2 separate regions of the Mus musculus genome follow, and region 1 is linked to region 2. Evidence: chromatin contacts called from public HiChIP or PLAC-seq data. All regions are on one chromosome and are shown on one strand. The core of a region is the stretch at or near the end of the contact, and the rest is flanking DNA. Distances in the headings are between cores, read along the strand shown. Region 1 overlaps Pxn (paxillin). Region 2 overlaps Sppl3 (signal peptide peptidase 3).

What was found. HiChIP or PLAC-seq counts read pairs in DNA pulled down with a chosen protein or histone mark.
Region 1: a contact with region 2 is called in an H3K27ac HiChIP or PLAC-seq map of microglia, with 4 times the contacts expected there. The contact joins two enhancer-like sites. A contact is called at or near these places in 2 of 115 datasets of contacts at active chromatin or transcription factors (microglia and pancreatic cancer cells).

What each region holds. Positions count from the first base shown.
Region 1 is chr5:115,520,268-115,523,293 of GRCm38.p6, forward strand. All of the region lies in intron 1 of Pxn (paxillin), which reads left to right. Among named protein-coding and RNA genes, the nearest start is that of Gm13840, 11 kb to the left of the region's middle. Within about 2 kb of position 1,359, at least 178 of the 459 cell types and tissues checked have an H3K27ac peak or open chromatin away from gene starts, as enhancers often do. A contact at or near this core is called in microglia and pancreatic cancer cells, where this site is marked.
Region 2 is chr5:115,067,604-115,070,483 of GRCm38.p6, forward strand. All of the region lies in intron 2 of Sppl3 (signal peptide peptidase 3), which reads left to right. Among named protein-coding and RNA genes, the nearest start is that of Rpl37rt, 39 kb to the right of the region's middle. Within about 2 kb of position 1,543, at least 73 of the 459 cell types and tissues checked have an H3K27ac peak or open chromatin away from gene starts, as enhancers often do. A contact at or near this core is called in microglia and pancreatic cancer cells, where this site is marked.

The sequences.
Region 1 (3,026 bases), core at 109-2,608, 450 kb after region 2:
ACTCGGTTCCTGCAGCCTTTTGGCGCCTCAGCTGCTCAGGGCGCCTTCTCATCCCGGATGAGCTCTGGGGCAGCAGCCTTGCTTTGGCTTCTCTGGGGCTGGCGAGAAGGAGCTGCCACGGTGCCTGCGCCCCGACACTCCTTGGCTGCCGGCCTGAGCCCTTCTGGTCATCCGCTGCCCAGCTTGGAAAGTTCTCTGCCACAGGAGTGGCTGTGTGGTCTCGTCACCCTCCTGACCGGCAGGCTTGCCCCGTGTTTGGGCTGAGGCAGCCGCTGGACGGCCGGTGGCCGCTCTCTCCTGCCTCACTGCCTCGGATGGCCTTGGTTCTGAGCGGTTCTAGAATTCCTCCTGCCCCTTCTGTGTCTTTAGTTGGTTTGCTGAAGGGGCCAGGCCGGAACAAGCAAGCGTGTCACCTGGAGGTGGTTGTCACCGGCTTCCTGAGGTCACTTGTCATCGGTTTCCAAACATCCTGTTTGTGCCTGTGGAGTAGGACTGTTGGCCAGGAGGCAGGTTATCTGTTCCCTGCCCCACCCACCCTCAGGCCGAGTGTGGGGCCAGGGTGTCAAAGGTCATCCTCTCACTAAGGGGCTCGGTTTGATGCAGCTGGTGGTAGATTGTTGAACATCCTGCTCTCCTGGTTCAGTACACTGGTTCTGTCCTGTCCTGGCTCTGTGTGCTCTCCTTGCCCTACTTTGCCTGCCCGGGACATGTCCCCCTAATGTTCTGGCAGCAGGATGCTAACAGCCCTTCTCAGCTCCCAGAACTGGGGTCGCTAGCCTCTGCCTCCCTCAGTCAGAGCGACTCCACTTCTCCTGCTTATGTGTTGGGCTTCAGAGGGGGTTGGTGGGTGGTCCTTTTGTTTCTCTTTTTGAGAGGGGGTCTTCACGAGTTGCAGGAGGGCCTCACATTAGCTGTGTAGCCAAGGACCGTGAACTTCTGATCCTTCTGCCTCAGTGCTGGGATTACAGACTTGAAGCGCTTATGTTGTGTCTGTTCTTGGCGGTGCTGAGAATCGAACCCAGGGCCTCACGGCACTAAGCTGGTGCTGGGATACATTGGGTGTCGTTTGTTACTTTTCTTCTCCCTCCTCCTCCTCCTCCTTCTCTTCCTCTTCCTCCTCCTCCTCCTCCCCCTGCCAGCTACAGGGTTTCTCTGTGCAACCCTGGCTGTCCTGAAACTCACTCTGTAGACCAGGCTGGCTTCGAACTCACAGAAATTCTCCTGTCTCTGCCTCCCGAGTGTTGGGATTAAAGCCATGCACCACCACCTCCCGGCTTGGGGATTGTGTTTTAACCTGCGGGCCCACACTGCCCCTCTCGGCTGTCACAGTGTGACCTCTTGCCACACTGGACTTTGATTCCTGCTTGTCATGAGGGGGATGGCCGCCGTTGTGGGAGGACATTCTGGGGCGCATGCATGTGTATATTTTGTGCACGTGAAAGTGAAAGTCATCTGTGGGTCGATTGGGGCTTGCCCGGCAGTGCTGCCATTGAGACAGGGGTCCTGCCAGTCGTGGGAGGGAGAAGGAGTGGCTCTGAACCAGGTTATGACCATAGGAGCGAGCAGGACACCAGAAAGTCAAGTGTGAGCAACTGGGCCTGGGGGTGGTGCTGGGGGAGGAGTTTTCTGCCGCCCGCCCAGTCTTCCTCCCTCCATGCTTGGTGAGGAGGGCACTCTGTTTCCTTGTCAGTTCTTGAGTTCCTGGCTTCTACTCTCTGACTTTTTGCTTCCTTCTCTTTCTCTTTCATCTCTGTGACTTCTTGCTTCCTCTGTTGGAGTCCTGCTATTGGCTGACACACCGTAAAATGGTTACTTTTTCTGGTTGACACCCTTTCATAATTACAATGTGTCTCTTTACCCGGGAGCCTCCGCTTGTGTGTGACTAACAGAAGCGCCTTAAGCTTCCTGTCCTTTCCCTTCCTGGTCTCCCCCCCCCCCCGCCCCCCCTCCATACACACACACTTCTTTCCTGCTCCTCAGTTGAATAAAGTAGTTGCCTGGAGCACCTGCAGTGGTGACCTCAGCCCGGACGCCTGGCTCTGCAGATGGCCAGAATGTGTAGAATGTGATCCACAGCCTGGAGAGGACAGCGGGTCAGGGCCTCGGGTGCAGATCCTCATCTGGAAACAATCCCACATCTTACAGCCTTTCTCACAGGAAGTTTCCTTTGTTGTGGTAGGCCTTTCCAAGCTGGTCCGTGAACTTGAGAGAATCTCTGAGTGAGTCGGCCCATGCCTCCTCTTGTTTTTGTTTTGTTTTTTTTTTTTTTTTCTTTTTCTTTTTTCCATAAAGACATTCTCATTGGGTGAACCATCACTCCTGTTCCAAGCTGTCTCTCACAATGTGGCTGTAGTATGGCTCCCTGAGTGACCTGTTCCTGGGCCACAGCGAATGACTGCAGGTCAGGAGCAGGCAGCGACAAAGTTCAGAGCTCCCTCCAGCTGCCTCAGAGGACCGCTTTAGCTTTTTCTTTTGGAAGACAGGGTCTCCCAGTGTTGCTCAGTCTGGTCTTACAGTCCCAGGCGCAAGGGACCCCTCTGTGTCAGTCTCTCAAGTGCCAAGGGGTGGCCACAGGTCCTGTCATGTACACTCTGACACATTTGCAGGAGGAGCAGTGTCCTCTTAAAAATGATTTGGGGATTTCTACCCCACCTCAGATCATTTGGTTCCCAAACAAAAGACACAAACCTGTATAGTTATGTGTAATAAGCCTTAAAGCACTAGAGCCGGGTAGATATCAGCCCTCTATGCTATTTCTTCTACTTTCCAGTCAATAACCCCAAGATATCACTTGCCACGTTCCGACAGGCCTGTCCTGATGGCAGTCCTTCCCTTTTCTCTCTGAGACCGGGAGCCTGGGAGCCTTCAGCACCGCCTACCTCACCTCTGCCCGGCAGTAGGCTGTAGGCATCTCTGTTAACCAACCCTGGACTACTCGGGGGCAAAGTCTACACAGTAAAAGCTGGTATCCGGGAGGATCTGTGGGGATCAGATCAGGAGCATCCGGGTCTTAGGATACAGGATCA
Region 2 (2,880 bases), core at 293-2,792:
AATCTAAAGAGTAAGTTGAGTTCTGTTCATAGAGTGAGGATGTTTTGAGGCCAGCCTGGTCTACGAAGTAAGTTCCAGGACAGCCAGGGGTATACAGAGAAACCCTGTCTCGAAAAACCATAAATAGATAGATAGATAGATAGATAGATAGATAGATAGATAGATAGATAGATAAAAGAGTGAGGATGTAGCTGAATTTAGAACACTTGACTTGCCAACCATGTATAATACCCTGATTTTGAGGGTTTATTAAATTATTCATTTTGGCTTATGTATGTGATGCCTGTGCATGTTTGTGTGGGTGTGCATAACGGTAGCGTCCTCCTCAACAGCCCTCCAAACCTTACTTTGTGAAATGATGTCCCTCACTGAGCCTGGGGTTCACTGGGTCAAGTAGGCTGACTGACGTCAGCACTAAGGATCCTCCTGTGTGCAACCAGCACTGGGTTCTACACTGTGCCGCTGCATCTGGCTGTGCTCTGGGCCTCCTGCTTGTGTGCTGTGCTGACTGAGGCATCTTCCCTACCTTAGCTGAATACCATTCTATTCCTTTCTTACAAAAAGCACAAACCCTAAATAAAGCCTTACTAAGACATTGAGAGTGTGTTGAACAACTTCCTGCTATCGTGTCATGATAGACTCTTGTACATGGCATGAAGTGTGGTATTTGACACTAATTAGTTGACTTGAACTCCGTCCAGCTCAGCATACCACCACGGTGTCATGTAAAAGGCTGCTGACTTGATAACCTGTCTGGAATATGGCAGCATGTGTACAGCTCATCTAAAGCAGACATCAGATGGGAGGAGAGGCTGCAGTAGCTGAGTTTATGTGGTGCTCTGAAACCTATCCTTAGCACACTAGTGCATGAAAAACTGTGTGCACTGTGTTAGTCCTTCTTTAAAGATGGCGCAGTGGAGCTTGGCATGGTGGTGCACGCTTTTAATCCCAGCACTTGGGAGGCAGAGGAAGGCAGATTTCTGAGTTCAAGGCCAACCTGGGCTATAGAGTGAGTCCCAGGACAGCCAAGGCTACACAAAGAAACCCGGTCTCAAAAAAAAAAAAACAAAAAAAGAAAAAAAGAAAAAGAAAAAAAAGAAGAAGATGGCTCAGTGGGAAAGACCCCTTGCTATGAAAACAGAAGGATCTGAGTTCACATCTCCCACACACATGTAGAACTGCATGTGGCTACAGTAACACTAGGGTTAGGTGATGGAAAAATACAGATTCAGCCAGCTTAGCCCAGACAGTCTGATCCAGTAATAGATCCTGTCTCAAAAATGCCTCCACAGATGCTCACATGGGTGTATATTCCTGCATACAGCGTACACCCCCCCCCCACACACACACACACGGAGGTGGGGGAGGCCGGGAGAGCTATAGTAAATGTATTTATTCATAGAGGATAAAGGTTCTAGGGCCTCTTGCTTTGTATCATCGTCGCCGCCGCCATCATCATCATTTTGCATATTTTGTATTGTGATTACCCCTCAGTTACTTTTCCTTGTTTAGGAAGTAGGTAAAGGTCAGGCAGCTGCGGTGAGATGGTGACTCAGCAGCTCTGAGCTGCTTAGACAGCAGAGAACTTTAAGATATCAGCAGGATGGGCTTTATCCAGACTCCTCTCCTTGGCCTGTGGGTTTGGTCTTCACATGTAGATGGTGCCTTCACTGGTCCTTCTCTCCTGACCGTGCAGACGGAAGGTCCATCTGTCTCTCCCTTTCCCTTGCCCACATCTGCTTATCTATTTCCCTCAATAGCATTTTAAGCTAGGTGTGGTAGTGCACACCTTCGGTCCTAGCACTTTCAGTGCAGAGGCAGGTGTACCTGGGAGTTCAACACCAGCTTGCTAGACCAGGCTAAAGCCTGCACAGTGATACCCTAAGAGGAGTAGAAGAAAGAACTATCTTACCTATAATACCTCTTTAAAAACTGTTTGCAAATACACTTACATGTTCAGGTCCTGTGGTTAAAACTGCAGATAGGAATCTTGTGAGTATACCATTCAGTCCCACATAGGTAGAGAGTGATATTACTGTCAGAGCACAATACACTCAATGATTTTGAAGAGGGATAGGATAAAATAACAAACAAACACACAGGGTTTCTTTGCTGTCTAGCCCAGGCTGTCCTCAGACTGGCCATTTCCTGTGTCTTCATCGTGAATGCTGACTGTGTGCATCACTGGTTGCATATTCATTCCCCTCTGGAAGCTTGACCTACTGCTGCTTCTCTTGAGTCATAGTTGGTATCAGTAGAAATGAAAACATTGGTCTAGGTCTTTTTTTTAAGACAGGATCTCACCACATAACCCTGGCTGGTTCACACTTTTGATGCAAACTTGGGGAATTCTCTTGCCTCGGCCTCCAGCTGCAGGGATTTTGGATACGTGCTTGCCTCTTTCTGTTGATCATTTTTTACTTCCGTCTTGTTTATGCATTTGTATGTGAGTAATTCTGTTTGTGGCAAATGTGGAAGACCTCTTAGTAGAGTTGATTGTCTCCCTTCATATTTGTGTGGATAAGACTCATAAGCTTTTGACCTGCTAAGCGTTCTCATAGCCCACATTGCTCATTTAAACATTCATTTCAGTAACCCAAATGTGCTCTTTGTTAAGCAAATAGCCAGGGTACGGTTTGAATGGAGTGTGTAGTAATAACATCTTGATGTAAAGGCATCATATCATGTTGTAGAGCAGAAATAAGATTAAGGTGGTGAGACAGGGCTGGGGTGATGGCGGGGGGTCATCTCTGCAGACAGAATAGACTGATCAATGGCTAGCCAAGCACTGGGCTGTCTGCAGAGTTAATAAGTTACCAGGTAAGTTAGGATAAAATTCCACAATTCACAGCCATCCTGGTACCTAAGACAGAAGTCTTC